2 separate regions of the Gossypium hirsutum genome follow, and region 2 is linked to region 1. Evidence: chromatin contacts called from public Hi-C data. All regions are on one chromosome and are shown on one strand. The core of a region is the stretch at or near the end of the contact, and the rest is flanking DNA. Distances in the headings are between cores, read along the strand shown. Region 1 holds the start of LOC107953140 (putative axial regulator YABBY 2). Region 2 overlaps LOC107953139 (ubiquitin C-terminal hydrolase 13).

Evidence for each region. A called contact is a pair of places that touch in the nucleus more often than the background predicts.
Region 2: a Hi-C map of petal shows a contact between it and region 1, with 2.6 times the contacts expected there. The contact joins the enhancer-like site here to the promoter of LOC107953140 in region 1. A contact is called at or near these places in 10 of 34 Hi-C or Micro-C datasets (callus, hypocotyl, leaf and 2 more).

Annotation. Positions count from the first base shown.
Region 1 is chrA07:21,914,239-21,918,332 of Gossypium_hirsutum_v2.1, reverse strand. It overlaps LOC107953140 (putative axial regulator YABBY 2), which reads right to left and starts at 1,275. Exons shown (of 6, transcript XM_016888374.2): 1 at 729-1,275. The coding sequence starts at 797.
Region 2 is chrA07:21,986,535-21,991,035 of Gossypium_hirsutum_v2.1, reverse strand. It overlaps LOC107953139 (ubiquitin C-terminal hydrolase 13), which reads left to right. Exons shown (of 32, transcript XM_041117764.1): 29 at 15-131; 30 at 356-430; 31 at 525-611; 32 at 2,228-2,530. The coding sequence ends at 2,239. Among protein-coding and RNA genes, the nearest start is that of LOC107953139, 15 kb to the left of the region's middle. Within about 2 kb of position 2,190, at least 2 of the 9 cell types and tissues checked have an H3K27ac peak or open chromatin away from gene starts, as enhancers often do. A contact at or near this core is called in leaf, where this site is marked.

The DNA of each region.
Region 1 (4,094 bases), core at 26-2,525:
GAATATCGATCATAAATAAAGTGCGTTGTTCCAGTGCTTGGTTAGAAAACAAAAGCAACACTGCCTTAAAGAGGAAAAGATCTTTGAAAAACCATTATTTTAATTTCCAGCTTTGACCAGAAAACATAAACATGAACTTGCATTTAGAGATGACTCTAGTAAATCGGACATGAAATACCATAACCATGAGGTTGAAATGCAGAAAATGAAAGAAACTCGTCAATTTTTTGACTTGTACATTGACCTGGAAGAACCCTAGGCCTAGCCTACCTGTAGCTATCTCGGGAAAGTTTTATCACTCACTTGCCCAAGCTTTCATTTACTTGCTCATGAGAGATCAAACTTTGAAAGGGCCGTCCAGAATGCTTTCACTTCGCTCCGAATACAACACTTGTGCTTGTTTTAGATGGGAATTCTAGATCGTTGCTTTTAGTCATTTTCCAAGTTAAAATCAAGAAAAATCTCACGATCCATCAACCATGAATCATGTAGGTAACGTGGATTTTTTGGGGCATTTTCCAGGTTAAATCAAGAAAAATCTCCCACTTTGTTCTTCGAGAAAATAACGAAAACTATTTCAACAAACAGAAACAAGCCAGTCATGGCAAATTCAACTCACTTTTACAGAAAGGAAAGACATTTAAAATAAATAAATAAAGTGAACATAACAAACACGTTGAGAGGTGAAGAAAGAAAGAAATATATTGTAATGGAATTCAGTGCAGTACCGCTAAAATGGTGTTGCAGAAGTTGCAGTGAACATACCAAACACGTTCAGATGTCAAGCCCATTGACATTTTTTCCCCTCTCTTTTGGTTTCTCAATACCTTTTTTCTCCTAACTATATAATGTTCCTCAACAACAAATGAAGGAAAAGAAAAAGAAAGAGTAGCATAAATGGATCAAGGTTGAAGAGGAGAAGAATAGTAACAAGAAAGGGAAGATGGTAGGACGACAAAGAACAAGAAAATTATTGGGTATTGCTTGTATTTTATATGAATCAATTATAGGAGACAGAGGGATTTGAGAAGTGTACAAAAAATATGATATGACAAGTCCAGTCCAATCGGGAGAGAGAAATTAGGAAGAAAGTAGTGAAGTAAATATGGTGGGAAGGAAATGGAAAGAACGGCAAAGAAAGGAAAGGAAGAGAGAGAGAGAGAAAGGGGTGTTATGATTGATGGAATGAGTGGGTGAAAATCGTCCTGCTTTGAGTAGCGGACGAAGGGGGGTTGGCGAGGGCGGGGGCGGGGGCGGGGATATATTAATGCTTCCGAATGTTTTAAGCCGAAGTATACAAGAAAATGGGTATTATCTTCAATTTCGAGTTTTAATTCAAAGTACGAAAATAAACTTGAAAATAATTAATAAGAGGATGATTGCAATTGTTAGGTAATTTGTATTTTCAAAGAAAAGATATAGCTTCTAATTTTAGCGATGATATTGTTGGGAGAGATAAGCATAAATCTTAAATATGAATTGTAAAATGAATATATTAAATATATAAAAAAAAGTTTGAAAATAATTAATAAATGGTTAGGTGCAATGATAAGATAAATTATACTTGTAAGGGGAGAATCTACGTTTGAACTTTAAAAATAACATTGTTGAGAGGAGTAATCACAAAAATTCCAAACACAGATATGAATAATATAAAAAAAATCTCAAAATAATCGTAAAGATAAATAGTCTTCAAAAGTAGGTAATACTTAATTTTTATTTATAAAAAGTAGTATATACTTTTTAAATGTTAAATAAATTTAATATTAAAAATAATGGGTGTTTTACCCAAAAATGCCCTTTAAATAATATAATTACGGAAATGGGCCGTTTATTGCGTTATTTACCGGATTAGGCTGTTTTCCACGAAAACGCGTCCACGTAAGCGCGATTTCAGAGTACATGTCAACAAAACGCTTCCCTGGGGAAGCGCTTTGTCCACATCAGCAAAAAGCGCGTACTTGAGGGTGCGCTTTGTTGACGTGGACAAAGCGCTCCCCTAGGGAAGAGTTTTGCCTTTTTTTAGGGTTAGGGTTTTATTATTTAATTGATTTAGGGTTAGGGTTTTTATAGTTTAAGGTTAGGGTTTTGTAAGGGTTTAGGTTTTTTTGAGTTTTAAGGTTTAAGGGTTTTAGGAAAAAAAATTAATTGAATTGGGGTATAAATTAACTATTAATTTTAAATACTAAATATTAAAATAGAGTTTAGGGTATTAGGGTTAATTGATTAAATTATGGATTGATTTAGGGTTTAGGGTTAATTGATTAAATTTAGGGTTAATTGATACATACAAGAAAAAAATTCTCAAAGATAATATGATTGCAGCAAATATACATACTTGCGCTATGTTAAATTTAGGGTTTTGAGAAAAAAATAATTGAATTAGGATTTAGGGTTTAAAGATTAATTCATTAAATTAACTATTAACTTTAAATACTAAATACTAAATTAGAGTGTATTAGGGTTAATTCATTAAATTAGGGATTAGGGTTTAGTTTTTTAAAATAAATTTGTGTTTAGGGTATTAGAAAAAACATATAAGCAATATAAATTTTTTTGTCATAGGTTTTAAGGTTTAGGGTTTTTGCAAGAATAATTCTAAGCAGACATTTCTGGAAAAATAGTGTCAGAAAACGCTTCAAGCAGGATGCACTGTCAGCAAAATTTTCGAAAAAAGCTCCTACGTGGACGCTCTTTTGCTACAGTAGTTCTTAGAAAAATAATTTTGAGTAGACGTTTCTAAACAAATAGTGCCGAAAACGCTTCAAGCAGGATGCACTGTCAGCAAAATTTCTAGAAAAAGCTCCCACGTGGATGCTCTTTTGCTACAGTAGTTCGTTGAAAAATAATTCTGAGTAGACGTTTCTCAACAAATAGCGCCGAAAATGCTTCAAGCAAGATGCACTGTCAGCAAAATTTCTGGAAAAAGCTCTCACGTGGACGCTCTTTTGCTACAGTAGTTCGTAGAAAAATAATTCTGAGTAGACATTTCTGAACAAATAGTGCCGAAGTTTCAAGCAGGATGCACTGTCAGCAAAATTTCTGGAAAAAGCTCCGACGTGGACGCTATTTTGCTACAGTAGTTCGTAGAAAAATGAGGCTATAAATGAGCCAAAATTTATTCTCAGGTTGCATAACTTACAACAAAAAAATTAGAGAGGCTAAGAAGAAAAGAAATTGAAAATGAGTGAACGTATTAGTGCTGTTATTTACTATGATGGTGAGGTCCGTAACACCGAGAACGGTGTTGCTTTTTTATCGGGGAACACAGCGAGACTGGTTTTTAACTAGAACATAAATTTGACAGAACTTCGTAAAAAAATTAGGCGCAAAATCTTCAGAACGACGCCAATGAAAGTTTTGTCTATTAAGCATCGATTTTGTGCTTCAGTTGATCTTGTGACATATGACTCAATCGACATCAAAGGCGCTCGTAGCTTGGAGGCAATGGTGCAGACTCATCTCGCTAGTGGATCACCCTATCTTGAGTTATATGTACAATTTTTATCTCCAAATGATGCATTTGCAGCTTCAACATTTACTGCTGGTCGAGAGGAATGCACAACCCCTACCCGATACTCCGTTAGTGGGTGGAAAAACACGGAAGTGCCCATGTTTAGTAGCAGTATGGAATACCCAACCCTTGCACGACACTCTGTTAGTGGATGGGACATGCACCTCAGTGGGTCGATGTTTGAGGCTGGAAATACGTACTGGGGAATGACATCAACTTCTAGTGGTTGGCAATCCACATCTGATTGGAGACGTTGTGAAATGTCCATAAAGAGGGATGATATACTCCCTACGACGTCCACCAGCGAGGGGACCTTTTACGTTGCACATGATAATGGGTCAGATAATGAGTCCGATACGGATCCACCTCGAAAGGCCGGCCTCGATGATGCAGAAGTTGCATTATTTTCTGAACCAGTGCCTGTTCCGACCATACCTGAAGATGTTAAAGGGGGTTCAAATGATGAAGAAGAAGATCCACGATTTAGGGCATACTCGCCTCCAGCCCACATGCATAATGTTAATCTATCTCAAGATGATGCGTTGAAGTTTCCAGATCTACCACACAAAAGGCGTGACCA
Region 2 (4,501 bases), core at 941-3,440, 72 kb before region 1:
TCTTGTTTTGACAGCAAATTCTGAATTTTGGAGAGCCCTTTTTCTTGGTGATTCATGAAGGTGAGACACTGGCTGAAATAAAAGTCCGAATACAAAAGAAGCTGCAAGTTCCTGATGAGGACTTTGCTAAGGTTTGTTGTACTTCCTGAATCCTAAGTGAACTTGTGCTCACTGGTTTACCCTAATTCTTAGTGTGTTCAACCCCTTTTCTCTCTCCTCTTTTTGAATTTGAATTGATGTATAGTAGGAACTCTGATGGTGATGTATCCTCTGTTAATATTTCTTTTTAACTAGTTTTTCCTTTTCAGTTATGTATTCTCCGTTTTATTTATATGAATCCTATTTGTTTTTTCAGTGGAAGTTTGCATTCCTCTCACTTGGCCGGCCAGAGTACCTTCAAGATTCTGATATTGTATCTAGTCGTTTTCAGGTGTGCACATTGTTTTGCTTATAGATATTCGAAAAATTTTCCAAGTTTCATTAGGATGTTACTCTAATTTTGGTTTTACTATACATATACTCAGAGACGAGATGTTTATGGTGCTTGGGAGCAGTATCTTGGGCTGGAGCACTCTGACAATGCTCCGAAAAGAGCTTATGCTGCTAATCAGGTAATAACCATAAAGTATTCCCAAAGTTTCAGCAGAAATCAGTTGATAACAAACATACCCTAAGGATAAAGATATTCTTTAAGACTGCGATTAATATATCTGCTTTTTCCAAGTCCATGAAAATGACTGGCCTTTGGAGATGCCTGGAATAGTAGACTCTAATAACATCACGCTTCTTTGCAGAACCGGCACACCTTTGAGAAGCCTGTTAAAATATACAATTAGGGACTATTTTAGATTTTACCTCCCTTTGGTGACATTGCACAAAAGAGTGGCACTCTACATGAACTAAAAGCAAATGACAATGTGAGGCAACAAGTTAGCACTGAAATGGCATCTGTGACCTTTGCTTGTTGATTTGTTGGATAAATGTAATTCTTTCGCTAGTGTCGATTCAAAGGACTACTTCCTTTTACGTAATCAAAGTGTGCATCTGCAAATGACAATTACGATCCGCTGAGGTTTTTGCTACTACTTTCCGTCTTTAAATCGAGGTTGGTTGGTTGGTTCAATCTTCAATCAAAACGTAAATGGGGGCAAGTTGCCTGTGTAATTTGTCAGTACATAAACAAGATTTTGATTATTAGTGAATTTATGTATACACAGTATAGTTGGGAGAAGGTTGTGATTTTTGCCATTCCCTTTGGTTGGTTGCCCTGATTTTGTCCATGTAGATCATCTGATGCATTTAGCATTAGCTGCTGCCCTTTGTAATGGTTGATTGCCATTCTTTTTCAAGCCTATTATTATGGCTTATTATTATATCTAAAGATTCTCTTCATATTTGCGCTACTTTTGCTTAACTCTGAAATGCCAATCTCAATCATTACTGATTTCTTTTTATAGTGAACTTGTTTTTATATGAATACAAATCTGAGTTTGGTATTATGATTCGGAGTAATCCAAAGTAAATCAAATTTATTCATAATAATGGGATATATTTTATTTTCCATTTTCTTGTTTCTCTTGAGAGATATTTTCCACTCTGTCGAAACAATTACCTATTTTGTTATAAAGATATACAATTTAGGTACTGCTTTTTTTTTCTCCTACCTATTGTAGGCCTTGTCATGGTGATATTATTTTTTTAATGGTCCATGTCATGGGGTTCATGGTTGTTTTTTTTTTAATAATGTTATTTTCAAAGTTTATGATAAATTGTAATTTTAAATCTTTTATAAACTCAAGGTGTGGTGTGTGGAACTTTTTAGTGGTAGAATTAGAAAGCTTGTTTACTAACAAAACTGTTTTATACCTATAACCACTAGCTTTTATGTTATCATATTTTGTTTCCAAAGGTTGTTAATTAGGGACTCTAATTCTTTTACTGTAATTGTATAACTGGTGATTGACCACTGAATTAAACTGATTGATAGCCAATTCACGACTAAACTGTTTCAATATCTCCTTGCCTACCTGCATGCTTAAGTTCAGATTCACTTTGTGGATGCCTGTCATCTAAGTAAATTCTCGATTAATAAAAAAAGAATTAAGGAAAATGACAAAAGATTAGATATATACATAGGATAAGGTGGAGATGTTACATTACCTTTTTTCCCTACTGAGTTTTAGTAGTATAGTGGACCTTATCTCCTCTCTTTTCCTTTTTTGTGCAGGATGTGACTTGACTTCAATCATAATTGTATTAACATGGTACCATGAGCTCGGTAACTGCAGGACCAATTCTCCCTCACCTCACCTCCTATGTGGTTCCCATTTCTCATTCACTTTAGCCAAATTGGTTTTTCTCCCCCATAGAAATTCAGTTTCAACTTTCAACCTTTACTTTGTATCAATGATTGCTTATTATCAGTTGTCTTTTATATCTATTAACATTTGTTTAAAGAGAAGATGGGCAAAAATTAAACGAACATGCAAAAAAAGAAAAAAAGAAAAAGGAATTTGGAACTTTTATGGTACAATCTTTTTTATGGGTGTTTTTTCAACATTTGGCGTTTGAATTTAAATCCGCTAGACAGAGCAAAGTTAGAAAATCATTATAGGGAATAAAATTGAAATAAAATTTTTGGGGTAAAAATTTAATTATACCGTTATATTAATTTATAATTTTATAAGGATTTAAACTGCAATTTATTATTTTTTAAGATCAAGGCCAGGCTCTTCTAGATTTACGGTTGCCGCAAGATATGTGTTCTTAAAATATACGATAAGCTATATATCTTTTCTTGAAAATAGTGAGATAAGTATCAAAGCTCGGAAAGTACATTTTATGGCATTTGAACAGTGAACTTGAAACTGGGGAATTATATTTTATAGCACTAGAAGTGGAACCACAAAATCTCAAGCCTCATCTTCACTCTTATTCTCACAACCATTCTCTCCCCTTCAAATCTAGAAGCTTTAAACAAATAAAGTTGTTTTTGACTTATTAGTCATGATTCATGTCAATAGGTTCAGATAGTTGCTTGCCCTAATCATGACATGTCAATGTTTTATTAACATCAACTACATTGAAGCGGTCCAATTTGAAACATTGTCACGTGACATAATTGGATTGAGTTATTGTCATTTAATTAAGTCGGTGAACTTTGGTTCCAATTTTTCTCAATTATTGTTCGTCTGGAATGTTTAGTAAATCTCAACACTCGAACAAAATAGGAAAAGTATTATTAAATTAAAAAAAATTGAGAGAATAAAGTTTTATCATGATAATTGAGATATTATATTGAAGATATTATTTTTTTTTCTTATTATATTTTGGTATATAAAAGAATTACAAGTAAATAACTATTGAGGTTATAATAAAGTGCAACCACTAATTTTATTTCTAAAATTAAAAAGTGTAAAATTAATAATAAAAGTTTTAAGGAAAAATGGTTGATGGGGTGTTGACTGTCGATGGAGCCTTAGGACGAGCAATGAAGAAGATCTGGAAGAGGTCGAATGAACCTCTGGATCTTGATGATCCTATTGTGGATGGAGCGGGGATGTCAATTGGCTTAGGTCAGAAAACCACTGTGTCATGGAAAGACAGGTTGTTAGGTACCTTTGGCGATATTAGCTTGTTGCAAAAGGATGAGGATTTCATCTTAAATGAAGGCAATGCTGTGAAGGAAGTGGTTGATGGGATACCTTCGATTAAGTTTTCTGAACGGGTTCATGATTTTATTGCATAACGAATGTCCAAGATTGTGATTGTGAAGCTCCTTGGTCGGAGGATTTCGTACCATGCTATGTCAAATAAACTTTAGTCAATATGGAAAACAAAACAATCTTTACAGATGCTTTGTAACACCTCTAACCTGTCTTCGTTGTCGGAGTAGGGTTACGGAGTATTACAATACAAAGCAGAACATCTATTATCAAATAGCATCAAGTTTTCTAATTAATTGTCATCATTTATATTGTCATGTAATTTAAAGTGAAACATACACTCATTGGCCTAAAATCAGGTCTACGAGGCCTTAAAAATAGTTTAGAAATAATCAGGGACCAATTAGAAACAAATCAGAAGATTTAGTGAAAATATGAAAAATTTCAAAACAGGGGGCACATGGCCGTGTGATAGAGCCCAAATCGTGTGGCTTAAGACATGGTCGTGTGGCTACTTCACATGCTCGTGTTCGCTGACCGTGTAACTAACTGTATCCATGTAATATAAGGTCACATGGTAGTGTCGCCAGGCTGTGTAACTCTCTGTGCCCGTGTGAACCAACCTATATTGAATACAAATAAGGCACAAGGACACACGGCCTCGTGACAGTTCGTGTCCCAAGTCGTGTGCATCCAAATTCAAACCAAAACTTGTCATTTTCACTCCCAAATGCTTATGTACCTAAACATACCAAAAGCACATTCATACAAGCTCTCAAAACACATTCAAAAACACTCAAAGCATGCCAAACAATCAACTTAGGTGCCTAACCATT